Linked DNA regions of Mus musculus: all the other regions are linked to region 1. Evidence: chromatin contacts called from public HiChIP or PLAC-seq and promoter capture Hi-C data. All regions are on one chromosome and are shown on one strand. The core of a region is the stretch at or near the end of the contact, and the rest is flanking DNA. Distances in the headings are between cores, read along the strand shown.

The links. Promoter capture Hi-C pulls out the DNA fragments that hold promoters and counts their contacts. HiChIP or PLAC-seq counts read pairs in DNA pulled down with a chosen protein or histone mark.
Region 2: an H3K27ac HiChIP or PLAC-seq map of vascular smooth muscle cells shows a contact between it and region 1, with 6 times the contacts expected there. The contact joins two enhancer-like sites. A contact is called at or near these places in 4 of 115 datasets of contacts at active chromatin or transcription factors (epiblast stem cells, fibro-adipogenic progenitors, large pre-B cells and 1 more).
Region 3: a contact with region 1 is called in a promoter capture Hi-C map of 3T3-L1-derived adipocytes, with 4 times the contacts expected there. The contact joins the promoter of Cibar1 here to the enhancer-like site in region 1. A contact is called at or near these places in 10 of 39 promoter capture datasets (the 3T3-L1 cell line, 3T3-L1-derived adipocytes, the C10 cell line and 5 more), 1 of 15 datasets of contacts at CTCF or cohesin (the NIH/3T3 cell line), 1 of 484 Hi-C or Micro-C datasets (bone marrow-derived macrophages) and 1 of 115 datasets of contacts at active chromatin or transcription factors (large pre-B cells).

What each region holds. Positions count from the first base shown.
Region 1 is chr4:11,670,931-11,675,308 of GRCm38.p6, forward strand. Gm35884 (a long non-coding RNA gene) reads right to left here. Exons shown (of 4, transcript XR_881129.1): 2 at 1,179-1,348. Among named protein-coding and RNA genes, the nearest start is that of Gm35884, 3.1 kb to the right of the region's middle. Within about 2 kb of position 1,536, at least 104 of the 459 cell types and tissues checked have an H3K27ac peak or open chromatin away from gene starts, as enhancers often do. A contact at or near this core is called in 3T3-L1-derived adipocytes, the NIH/3T3 cell line, fibro-adipogenic progenitors and 2 more, where this site is marked.
Region 2 is chr4:11,987,966-11,992,067 of GRCm38.p6, forward strand. All of the region lies in intron 4 of 1700123M08Rik (RIKEN cDNA 1700123M08 gene), which reads left to right. Among named protein-coding and RNA genes, the nearest start is that of Gm52722, 5.2 kb to the right of the region's middle. Within about 2 kb of position 2,771, at least 163 of the 459 cell types and tissues checked have an H3K27ac peak or open chromatin away from gene starts, as enhancers often do. A contact at or near this core is called in fibro-adipogenic progenitors and vascular smooth muscle cells, where this site is marked.
Region 3 is chr4:12,169,964-12,174,144 of GRCm38.p6, forward strand. It overlaps Cibar1 (CBY1 interacting BAR domain containing 1), which reads right to left and starts at 2,052. Exons shown (of 9, transcript NM_026558.5): 1 at 1,735-2,052; 2 at 1,021-1,255. The coding sequence starts at 1,967. Gm46846 (a long non-coding RNA gene) reads left to right here and starts at 4,070. Exons shown (of 2, transcript XR_001784247.2): 1 at 4,070-4,181.

The DNA of each region.
Region 1 (4,378 bases), core at 286-2,785:
CCCTGTTTGGGTAGGATTAGGAAGGAAGAGGTATGTCACAGGAATATACTGGAGGAGGTATGTCACAGAAAGTGGACTTTGAGAATGTAAAGACTCGTGCCTCAGTACACTGTCCTTCCTTCCTGATTGAGGATCAAGATGTGAGCTCCCGGCTTGCTATTCTTGTCACCATGCCTGCTGCCTTTGCTCTGCCACCGTGGACTCTACCCATCTGGAGCCAGAAACCAAATAAATCCTTCACCCCATAAGTTGCCTTGGTCAAGGTGTTTTATCACAGTAATAGGAAAGTGACTTAGACAGATGGCTTGTCTTAACACAGTTCAAAGAGGCATGAGCAGGAGGCATGAAACTCTAGGGTCAGAAACAAAGACATTCACTACTGCAGCACAGAAGGCAGCCCCGTGAGCACCGTCTCTCTTGGGGAGGGTCTGCTATGAAGGGGCAGCTGATGCCTGCTCGTGCAGAGGAATTGTCTGACAGAAGGGGAAGCCAGTGTTTACAGAACTGGAGTCTTCTGCAATGAGCAGTGAGCATGCCTGCCCTCTGTTCCAGAAAGCAACATCACTGCTAACTTTCAAGACTACTCATCACAGAAACATCTCAAAAACAGCAGAAATTGGCCCCATGGTGATGTTCATCTCTAACTCTAGCTTTCAAGAGACTGAGGCAAGTTGATCACAAGTTGAAAGCCAACCCAAGCTACATAGAGAGTTAGAGAACAGGCTGGATGTTAAACTAAGACACAAAACAAACAAGCACACAAACAAAACAGTGCCAAGAAAAGTGCAGTCAGGGTCTCCTGATAAGACAAGCAGAACCTGGAGCAGCTGAGGCAGCATTCCCCAACCACTAGAAGAGAGAATCTGATACTTTAAAAATGGACTCTTGTGTTCAAATTTAGATAGACTACTACTCATACCAGCTGTGTGACTTTGAATGTATTTCTTACCCTCTCTGATCTGCTCTTCTCTCATCTAAAAAATATCCTAGCATCCACCAGAAATCACTGGTAGACAGAATTAATACATGCATACAGCTTAGCAGATTGCCCTGTACACAGTCACTGTCACTACTGTGGGCAGGATCTCATTGTCTAATCACAGAGTTTTGAAAGCCCAGCGTGGGCCACCTCTTGTGGAAGCCCTGACCCCTTCCTCAGTCTCCTTCCTGTTTCTCACCTAGCACAGGAGGAGGCAGGTCATCCACTGTGTTGTGTGTTCCATCTGGGGATGTTCTTTTCCTAAGTCTGGCCATTTCACTGTGTATAGAAGTACGCTTCGGTCTCCCCCAGCTCGATTGTTCTGTCCTGGAAGGGTCTCTCTCGGCATGTGATATTACACCTAATACACTGCAAAGGACATTAGCAGAAAGGTTATGCAGCCTAGGACAATAGAGACACCACCCTTCTCGAGAATTGAGGCCCCTGCATGCAGGCAGACAGCTGTTTGAAAAGAGCAATTCGGGGGACTAACTGAGCTGTGGAGGGTGAAGCCTGGCTGGCCTGCCACAGCCCAGCTGCTGCTAGCCTGCCTCCTTCATGTCTCTCCAGAGCTCACAGGAGGCACCCTCTGCAACTTAGAGAGAACCTGCTCCCTTGGCAAGGAAACAAAACCCTGGCTTCCAGAAGAAACTTGTTTGAAAAGAATTCATTGGCTCCAAGTTGTTTTGTGGTTGTCTGTTTGCAGGTTTGCTTGCTTGCTTGCATGCTTGCTTACTTGCTTTAAAAAAGCAACCCCTAGCAAGCCTATTTCAGGAACCACTGGAGAGGAAACGACAGTCCTGTAATTTTATGTCTTGCTCTGGGGCAGCACAGCGCATGTGCCTCTAACCTGCTGTAAACAGGGCACCGACTCACACTCTGCCTGGGCATTTTATTATTTAGTAACTGGCCAACAGTTGATTCATCCCAGATGTGCACTGTGCCATCTCTAGTCAGCCAAGAACAAATAGGCTGTCTAGGCTGTGTTCACCCGTGGGGCCAGGCCTCACATCAGCCCTATGCAGGCTGCGGCCCAACTGGGATTTTCGTCACAGGACTGGTTCTTTCGCAAAGCAAGCCTCACACTTAGCCAGTGCTGAGGAGAGCTGGCTCCGTGCCCACTCCTGTGCGAGTCTCTTCGCCCAGCTGTTGCCTGAAAAACTTTTCTTTTAAAGTCAAAGTACTATAAACTAGGGGCAACGGGTATAGCAAACAAATTGACAGGAGCCTTCCTGCAGAGTGGAAACCCTCCCTCCCTTCCCTCTGTCCCAAGACTCAGCTAGAATGGGAGGAGGTATATACAGCTGAAACAGCAGGAAACTTGCGGAAAGGAAGCAGGGTTCCTCTCATCTGCTGCTTTGCATGATCCGTTTCATAGCCTATGACAGATAGACTCAGAAATAAGCTTGAGTTCCCTGGACCCCTGAGAGAAGAATGAAAGACATCAGGGAATTGCTAACACCACCACACGGCTCTGAAACGTCAGCTTCCAGACCTCTCACACTGTGAGATATTTGTGGATCTGCCTGGCTCTTCCAGGACTCCCAGGTAATAGACTCAATGTCAAGCATCCATTCCACCAGCCTCAAGATCAAGGTTAGGGAGTCTTTCCTGGGGCCTGAGAGATAGGAAAGCGGGGCACAAGGGCTGCTGTAATCACTGATGGTCCTGCCCACTTACACAGGTCTTACTATGTGCCAGGCTCTTCACTTTTTTCCCCCTAACAACTGCATGAGGCAGACCCATTTAAAGTGTTGTTACTCTCAACGGTTCACAGATAGGAAAACTGAAGAGCGATTTTTTCACACCTGCCCAGGATCACTAAGCCAGTGCATGGCAAAGGCAGATGTGGTGGCCACCCCCACCCCCCAGGGCAGCATCAGAGCCGTTCTTTCCATTCCTTGGAGCATAGCAAGAGCTCTGGAAGGCAAACAGCTCACCAAGTGTGAACATGAGTAGGGAGAATTCAGTTGAACATTTCCCAGGAGGTGACTTCCAAGAGGCTCCTTTGCCCTTGTGCCAGTGTCTCACAGTCAAGATCACTGCATGTCCCTTCCACCTCGTGTCAAAGGCACTGAGAATTCACCAGGTGTTTCCTAGCACAGACAGGATCCCTGAAGTTACAGGCAAAATGTTTGGCTAAAGGATAAAGTCACTTTTAAAAAAAAATCTGTTATCCAAGAAAGTTACAAATCAGCCTGCTAGAGAAATCCATGAGATGCAGCCAGCCAGACTCCAACAGACTTTTAGCATCAACACAGAGACAGATGCCCTGTGTGGAGAAGAAAACAGAGACAGGATGTAAACCAGCTGCAGAAGTGGCTCTGGTGGATCTACACTTCAGGATGGGGGACTGGGCTCTGCAGGTAGCACGTGGCCTGGCCTGGATCCACCCATGTGAACTGAAGCCTGACTGTGCCCCCGGGTGTCTAAGTGAGGCTGCTGGATGTGGGAGGCACACTGCTCCTTTATGCTTAGCTGCCCCTCACTGTCACACTGCCCTGCCTTCTAAGCAGCCCTTCTGGCCCCTCCATGAAGGAACAGCCTGCCACTGTACCTCAGAATCTAGCATGGAAAAGATTCATGAAAAACAGTCAGCCCTCTCGACTATACATCCATTGATTCAACAAAATTCCAATGAAAAAGCATTTGGAAAAAAACAAGAGCAACTTGTCTGTACTGAGCAGGTACAGTCTGCCTTAGAGTCACTCCCCAAAAGTCCTACCATCACCGGACATTAGCACAACAGTCCCTAGTACTTACAACGCAGTTAAATATAACCTAGATATGATTTAAAGCACCCAAGCGAGATATCACCTGACGGCAGTTCGAAGTTTCAGAACTGCTCAGTACTTTTTCCTGGCTAAAACTCCCTCCCCCTGCCCCTGCCCCTGCCCCTCCCCCTCCCCTCCCTCCTCCCCCTCCCCCTCCCCTCCCCCCTCCCCCTCCTTCTCCTTCTCCTCCTTCTCCTTCTCCTTCTCCTTCTCCTTCTCCTTCTCCTTCTCCTTCTCCTTCTCCTTCTCCTTCTCCTTCTCCTTCTCCTTCTCCTTCTCCTTCTCCTCCTCCTTCTTCTTCTTCTGGTTTTTCGAGACAGGGTTTCTCTGTATAGCTCTGGCTGTCCTGGAACTCACTCTGTAGACCAGGCTGGCCTCAAACTCAGAAATCCACCTGCCTCTGCATCCCAAGTGCTGGGATTAAAGGCATGCGCCACCACGCCTGGCCTCCCCTGTTCTTCTTAAGTCCCTGTTCCGAGGCATCTTTAGGAGCTGCCTCTGCTCTCCTAAGGTTGCTGTTAGAGGGACCCAGCCACTATTTCAAGACTGATTTCATTTTTACCCTGATGAGCAACAACCATGTAAAGGCACCTATATGAGAAAGTATTTAATGTCCTAAAACGAC
Region 2 (4,102 bases), core at 1,521-4,020, 320 kb after region 1:
CTCTCTCTCTCTCTCTCTCTCTCTCTCTCGGTGTGTGTGTGTGTGTGTGTGTGTGTGTGTGTGTGTGTGTACAGGTTATGTGTTTAGACTGGCACATGACAAAGTGATTTTATTTTGGGAAATATATATATTGAGAGAGGGGACTTAGCACCTGCTGGAAGCAAAAGGAAATTCTGGGCATGCTCAGCGGCGGCATCCTGGGAGAAGGAAAAGATATTTCTGGTCTTCGAGATGGGACCCCTGTGGTTATCTAGGCAAACATTGTCTGTCTGTATTTCCTTGTCACTGTGGTAGGTAAGCCTACTCAATGTCTCAAGAGACCTTAGTCAGAACCCTCCACAGGAGGTCCTTTCTTCCCCAGCCCAAGCAAGAAACACATATGACACATTTCCTAACAGCAGAGAGGACTGAATACAATCTATGCCATGAGCCAAAGATGCCCTTTTTTCTGATTCACAGACCTGCATCTCTTGTAGCATTCGTTTAATCAAATAAATGTCTCCATGAAATGTTCTGAGAGGTAGTGCTTTTTATTTGGGCATGACCCTTTCCAGGGACCTTTTTCATAGTGGAATGCTTATCATGGAACAACCCCCTTGAAAGTGCTCAGCTGATGAGGGTTATATAGAATCTCTTGATAGAGTCTTCCCTCCCCTCACCCTTTAGCAAGCAGCCCTTCTTGAGAAGTTGCAATTTTTTTTTTGTAAACTTCTTTTACTTTTATCACATGAAAATGCCAAAATATTTTGCTAGCTTCCAAGGCAACTAATGGAGAAGGCAGAGTCGCTGCTGTTCAGATATATCCCAAGGATTGGGAGGTGTGTGGGAGCCTAGAGAGCATGGGAGTCACATGTCTGGTGGTGTGCATAAGATAATAAGTTAGTTTGACCCAAGCAAGAGTCACATGACCTCTGGAGACCAGCTTTCTTCTTTAAGCAATGGCTGTATTCTGGGAGCTGCCCCACCTGCCTGTGCCACAGTTGTGGGAAGACTTAGCAAAATGTCTGACGAAGGCTTTGAAGGGGAACAAGCCATCTAGATGCAAGGGGCAGAAATTATACTGTCCTCATCGTCTGCCCCTTATCTAAAGCTAGTGTGGGCAGTTTTATTTTTTCAAGTAAAAGTTTTCTATTCCCAAGTTGAAATGATTAAATTCCATCGGGTTTATGGGACAAAGTTGCCATCTTTCTCACTGAAAATGAAATAGTATCTCTTGTTACTGACTCAGACAAATTTGAGTTTTATCTGAGAACAAGCTTTTACTAAAAGACTTTTTAGTCAGGCTGTCCCTGGATTTGGAAAACATTGCAGCAAACATCTTTTGGGTTGTGGCTTTGCAAAGCATTTATGCAGCCACACAGAGCCAACCATTTCAGAGCTCTTCTTGCTTCACAGAAGGCCAGACATAAGACCTGCTCTGGCTGAAGACAATGTCAGGAGCAATGAAGAAGCCTGGGGCATGGAGCTATGAGCACCCCCTGTGTTGATCACTACGTTCACGGGGTTAAAAGGGCTGAAGTTAGAAAGTTGGAAGGAAGTGAAAGTAGATTAAGTAATAGGTGAGTAAACACAGGTTTACAATGGCATAAGCCAAGTCTTTGCATAAAGACTCATTGAGCCACTTTGCATACTGGGTCTCTGACTTCTAGCCAGCTATCTACCCAACGCATATCATTAATGCTAATAACAGCACACCTTCATTAGCTGCTACTGTGGGAACAAGGAGTATGTGTGAGGCATTGAGCTAGGCAGTTTGCATATATCTCTTCATTTAACTCAGAGGAGAAAAAGAAAAGTCTGTGTTCACTGTTCCCCAAAGTTAAGGTGGTCATGTTTACATTAGCCTGCAGAATGGAGAATAAGAATTGGTCTGAAGGTGTTGTGGCTATCCATGTGTACATACAAAATTGCAATTATGTATTTTTTAAAATGAAGGATGAAATCACTTGACCTCAAACCTCAGAGTGTCCCAATAAAACTGACCCACAAAACTCCTGCTGAAGTCCAGCCTGGCTTTACACCGATGGGTTAACAGAGAGAGGCCACAAGGCTTCAAAGCCCTTCCTCATACCAAGCTTTTTAATGGATGAGTCATAGGAGAAACCTGCAGCTTTGGGCCACAGTGGAAATAACTCATTTCCCCAGTTGCTCAGCAGCAAAACATCAAGGCCAACTGCCTGTACGGTCTAATGGTGTCAAGCACTTTCTTTTCTGGTCTTTGCATTGCTTTTAACATAATGAAACCAACTTTTGTTATCCCCTCTGGAGTTTCATTCTTAAGATCCTATATTTAGGTGTTTTCTCCTCTTGCTTAATAGGAGTCAGGATAAGAAACTCACCAGGCCTAAACTGTCAACTGCCAAAAATAAATCTGTTTTCCCTTTTAATCTTCGCATTAGATTTTGCCAAGCTTCATTACAAAACATGACTAACTACTCTATGGTTTTCACACTGTATGAGCTACAGAGCTTGACTTTCAAAACCCTGAGTGTGTGTTTAGTCATCATTGAAAAAAAAGAGCAGAGAATATTCTCTTGAACTTCTATCCTGTTTAAAATGTTAATTTCACATTAAACCATGCCATCAATGGATACTGATATCATGGGAATCAATGAACCTAGAAGTACCAGGCAGAATACGTATGTTCTGGAACTTTCTCCAGTATGAAATCACGCAAGGCTCTTCAGGCCTTTCAGTGTAACTGTTTCCTCCAGATTGAAACTTCCCTTCCTGGAGGAAATGGGGAGTGGCTCAGAGGACGCGGAAGGCTTGGAAAGTTACAAGATTTGTGAGACTCCTTCCCAAGTTGATATTGCTGGGGTGGGGTGAGGGCTGGGTGGAGGCCTGTAAGACTCTTTTTTTCAGTGCAGCTGCAGCATGTTGGGCAGGGGGCTCTCAGGGATACACTTTTCCTGAGTCATCACCCATGCTGGGGTGATCTTTTCAATGCTGTGGCTGCTTGTGTGCCACCCCTACCCCTGTGGATAACCCCAATAAACTGACTGGGTCAACATAGACCTTGGTAAAATCCTTTCTTTGATCACTCATTGGCACCGTATCTGGAATGAATGAACATTGCAGACCTCTCACGAGGAAAAGTCACACAACAAAGCCCAGTTAGAAACTGATAAGAACTTTTACAAAAATAAATTTTATGAAAACAAGGCCACAGTGTATATGGTTGCTAGGAAAGACAACATGTTTACTAAACAAGACATCTCTGCTGCTTAGTTTTTGTTGACTTGATACAACCCAGGGTCATCTGAGAAGAAGGAACCTCAGTTGAGAAAATGTATCCATTAGACTGACTTTGAGGCAAATCTGTGGGACATTGGTTAGATTGCTGAGGAGTAGCCCAGTAAGGGTGACACCATCCCTGGACAGGTGGGCCTCAGCAAGGCCCATTCCTTCATGGCCTCTGCTTTATTTACTTTCTGCTTCTAGGTTCCTGCCCTGACTTCTCTCAGTGATGGACTGTGATACAATAGACACGTTCCTTCCCCAAATTGCATTTGGTCATCATATTTTATCATATCAGTAAAACCCTAAGTAGGACAACATCTAAAGAGAAGTCTGCCTTGGGGGATGTAGTACAGCTTCAATCTGTTTCCTTTGTGCCTTGCATCTTTTTACCACACCTTCATGTTCCTACTTATATTCAGAATTCCAGCACTCAGGGCCCGAATTCCTCTTATTTGCTAGATCCCTGGGGTCCAAAGCTGAAACTGTGAAGCCTTCTATCTAGTGATAGAAATAGGTGCCATGAAAAGATTCATTCCTGCCACAATGGAGAACACTCTTTCATACAGAATGGAGCATAACTGGGGCTGTATAACTTTGGGGATGGACATGTTGATGAAGTGACACTTAAGATGGATTTCAAATGCTTGCTAGCACTTATCCAGCCAGAGAGAGAATGGGGAAGGGCACAGCAGAGAATGGAGATGGTTGGTGCAAGAGGTACAAATGTCTGAGGGATGGGGTGTCTTTAGCATGGTGATAGTGGTAAAGAGGGGACTAAGAAAAAGAAGAAAGTCAAACCAGATGCTGAATGCAAATTTCAAAAGGTCTGTAGTTCTAAGATACGGATTGTGGATCATGG
Region 3 (4,181 bases), core at 802-3,301, 500 kb after region 1:
CATGTTCATTAGCATCTCCACCATTTGGTAAGCAGGGAAACAGAGCAGAGCAAACGCAAATCAATCCACTTTGCTATTTGATAACTAGCATAAAATTTTTCTAGAAAGGGGAACTTATTGGTAAAATAGGACTTTAGGATTATCTGTGAATAAAAACTATTTCTGAAACATTACATCTCCAGTTACCATGTATAACTGAGTATTTCTTGTTATAGAAGAAATGTATGCCAAGAACTCAACATTTTTCTTATAGTTATCCCCAGGGGATTAGTATTCGAGTTTTATATACATGATGATGATAACTTCATAGATTATTTCTCTTTTTAATTTTCAGTAAGTGAAAATTTGTTTTAGGCTTTAAGCATAAGAAAGATCAATGGGGCTTGTTACAAAAGTAAAAAAAAAAGCAATGGAATTTGAACGAGCCAACTATGTTAACTGGTACCTATAAGAAGTAAGTGAAAACGCTTATGCAGTATTAAGAAAAGACTGTATTTTAGAAAGATCTCCCAAGAGCAAAGCTCTGGTCACTCAAAGCAAACACACAGCCAGCCTCTCAGCTGTATCACTTGTGTTATAAATCATAGCTTTCCGATTTCGTTCGACTTTCAAACCATGGGAAAATCAGCAACGTGTAGCCCATTTATTAGTACTTTGTGATTTTGTCATTTTCAGCATTTCCATTTCTAGTCATTCTTTAAAACGCACTTGGCCCACACAGGCCATACAGGTGCTTTTCTTCTGCACGACTGCTATATAGGTTACCTTTTCTGGATGCATGTTCCCTGTTACCCTGTTGGCAAATGCAGTGGTAAACTCAGACTTCAACCACACCTGACGTTTAGTTTGAAAGCTATCAGGTCACAGAAAGGTTCCATATAGCGAACCCACACTGTTACAGACAGGAAAGGCATTTATCAAGGGTACATTCACCACTGCTGGGTAGGTTACAACGAAAAGTCCACAATTTTTACACACTTTGTAGGAATTTGGCTATGACACCAGAACCTCACTTCATACCTCTGCCTGGCGATAATCTTGAAGTTTGGCAAACTCATCAGCAAAGTCTTTCAGACCCTGCTTTAAATTTGGTGTCTCGGTAGAGGCATACAGGTTGATTTCGTTCACTAGGAGGTCGGCTTTGTCTCGAAGCCTGGCAGTTTTCCGTACATAAGCAGCAAAGATTTGGCAAAGCTCTCCAAAATGCTTCTCCACATTTGTGACAGCATCCTGCAGTTGTTTTGTTTGAGCATCTCTAGAAAAAGGAGACACAGAACACTGTTCTTAAAACAGTAAGAAGGTGCCCCGTTAATTTTACGTGCAAACATTCCCGGGCCTCCCTAAAGCCCTGAAGGGCAACATTCCCAACTCTTCCAGAGGCCCGCGCCTTCTCTAGGACCTCACGCAGGCTCTGGTCCTGCCTAGAACCTTGCAGGCCCGGGAAAGGGCCCGGGCCTGGTGGGCCGAGAAGGGGCGGCGCTGCTGCGGCCTGGGCACCTGCGGCCTCCCGGGCTCTGTACCGCGGCAGGGCCCGGCCCAGCTCAGGGGGACCGATCGGCCGGGAGACTCTCTCGGCCCGGCACTCGCCTCATCCGGGTGGACGGACTGCAGAGCGCCACGGGGACCGTGCGGCCTCCTCCCGCCCCAACCGGCTTCCAGGCCCTCGGCCCGGCTCCTCTCTCCCACCCGGCCCTTTCCTTCGGGCAGCCTGCACGACGAGGCCCCGGCGGTTACCGCTCATCCAGATTGCGCCTCAACATCTTGCCTTTCCCGCCGCCCGGGACCCAGGATGGGAGCCCAACGAGCGCGGCTCCGGGCCGCCAGGGCGCGCGGGAGCAGGCGACGCCGCCACTTCTACCGGGAGCTGAGAGCGCGCAGTGCGCGCCGCCCCGCCTGCCCGGCGTTTCCGTGGCGACGCGGCGCGCGCCCCGGCGGTCAAGAGCAGGGCAAGGGAGACCAGAGGGCATGGGGCAGAGGGAACACCAAGCATCCTCCTTCAGCTCCTGCAGCTCTCTAGCCCTCCCAGGCTTCTGGGAGCGAAGGAGGAAAACCAACCCACCAGCAACCGGAAGGGGTACAGGAAAATAAAGGTGAACGGGGTTCAGACTTAATGCGAAGCTTGTCCCTGTGCTTCTCTGTTGAATGAGACAACGTGTGGGCTCGTGGAAGCTGCCTTTGGAAAAGAACCGCTCTATAAGTTAGATTTCTATAGCTGTGATGAGACCCCGACAAAAATCAAGTTGAGGAGGAAAGGATTTCTTTGGCTGACATATCCCAAGTCACAGTTCTTTAAGGAACTCAGGGCAGGAACCTGGAGGCAGGAATTGAAGCAGAGGCCATGTAGCAACACTGCTGGCTGGCCTATTTGATTGACTTTCTTATATACCCCAGGACCTCTTGCACAGGGGCAATACTGTCTACCCTTCCATGTCAATCATCAATCAAGAAAACAGCCTACAGGTCAATCTGATAGGGACATTTTCTGAATGTTCCCTCTTCTCGGGTAACTCTAACTTTGGTCAAATTAACCAAACAGAAACAAACAAACAACAATAACAACAATAAAAATAAGAACAGTAACAACAAAACAGAAACAGAAAAAAAAGCACACCAGTGCTTACTCCCTCATCTTTACTGGTCTTTAATGCCATCTGTTCCCCCTCTTGCAGGTAACTGAGTTTCTACTTTGTGAAAAAGATTGTTAGACCCAGTCGAGGTATGGGCCTGAATGAAGGTTCCCCAATTGGAAGAGTCACAGATAACCCAGAGCCTTCCTCTAGCTTCTGAGAGGGAGTCTTCTCTTCCGAGTGAACTTGGGGTCCAACTTCAAGCTTTGTCTACTTCTCAAATGCCCATAATTTCTGAGAATAAAGTCTTTGCTCTTACAGTGCTCACAGCCTTGGTGGAATGATAAAGCTAGCCAAACAGTCAAACACATATAACACAGCCCAGAAATGTGCTACCGTGTCAGGTTTCGTTGTATAAACAAATTATAAGGCCTAGTGGCTTCCACAACTCCACTAGTCAGTTTAGGATTCTGTAAACGACACAGATGGTTCTTCTTTGGTTCTGTTCAGCTAGGTTCTTTCCTGCCTTTCCAGGTGGCGAGTCTGTTACTAGCAGTATAATTTCACTAAATGCTATGGTGCTGAGCAAATAAGTTCTGCAATTGGGAGGTAGGGAGCCAGATGTGTCCAACCCCACCCCCTAAAAGCTCATCTTAAGACCAGTAGGAGTAAGAATTGCTCCCTCCTTGTTCTGGGCCTGCATGCCATGGTAGTGCATGTATCCTTGTGACCCACACCTCTACCACCATTGAGGTAGTCACATAGCCTGGTGGCTACATTACAGGCTTAAGCACCTGGAATTCCTCTTCATGCAGATGAAGCATTCCCAGTACCTCAGTACCAACCAATAATGTACACTCACCCTGAAAAATACCTACCCACTACCCAAGGTTTATATAGCCCTTATTTTCCTCAAATAAAGAGAGCTGTAACTCTGGAAAAACGTCCAGCCAACAGAGTTCCTGCAGACCCAGGACCCACCCTGTCTGGTGATTCTTCATTTTTTCCAATCCAGCCTAGTGCAAAACAGTGCCTGAGTACCCTGAAGGCTGAAGCAGAACTGGCCAATTTGAATATGGTTTGAGTGTTCTCAAAGAGTACATGACGCAGAGGCTTGGTTTGCTCTTTAATGTATGGTGAGAGGTGTGGACATTTAGAGAGCAGCCTAAAAGCCATGGAGACTACCGCTCTTGGAAGGGATTAAGGTGTGTGTGGTTGTTTGTTTGTTTGTTTGTTTGTTTTTTTGAGTCTCTTATTATTAGTTTCTGGAAAGGTTATAGACCAGAGTCTTACCCCACCTGGATGTGACTTTTTCCATCTATACCTGTTGCTACCATCATGACCAAATCCACTATATGAAGTCTATCAGAGCAGAGCTACTAGCCAGAATTGTGAACCAAATCAACATGTATTTGTATACACTTGTCAGCCTGAAGTATTTTTGAAAGATTTATTTATTTATTTATTTATTTATTTATTTATTATGTTTATGTGAATGCCTCTTGAGTTTATATGCACCTTGTGTGCACAGGAAGGCCAGAGAAAGGTTTCCCTGGAACTGGAGTTGCAGGCTGTTGTGAGCCACCATGTCGGTTCTGGGAATGAAACGAACAT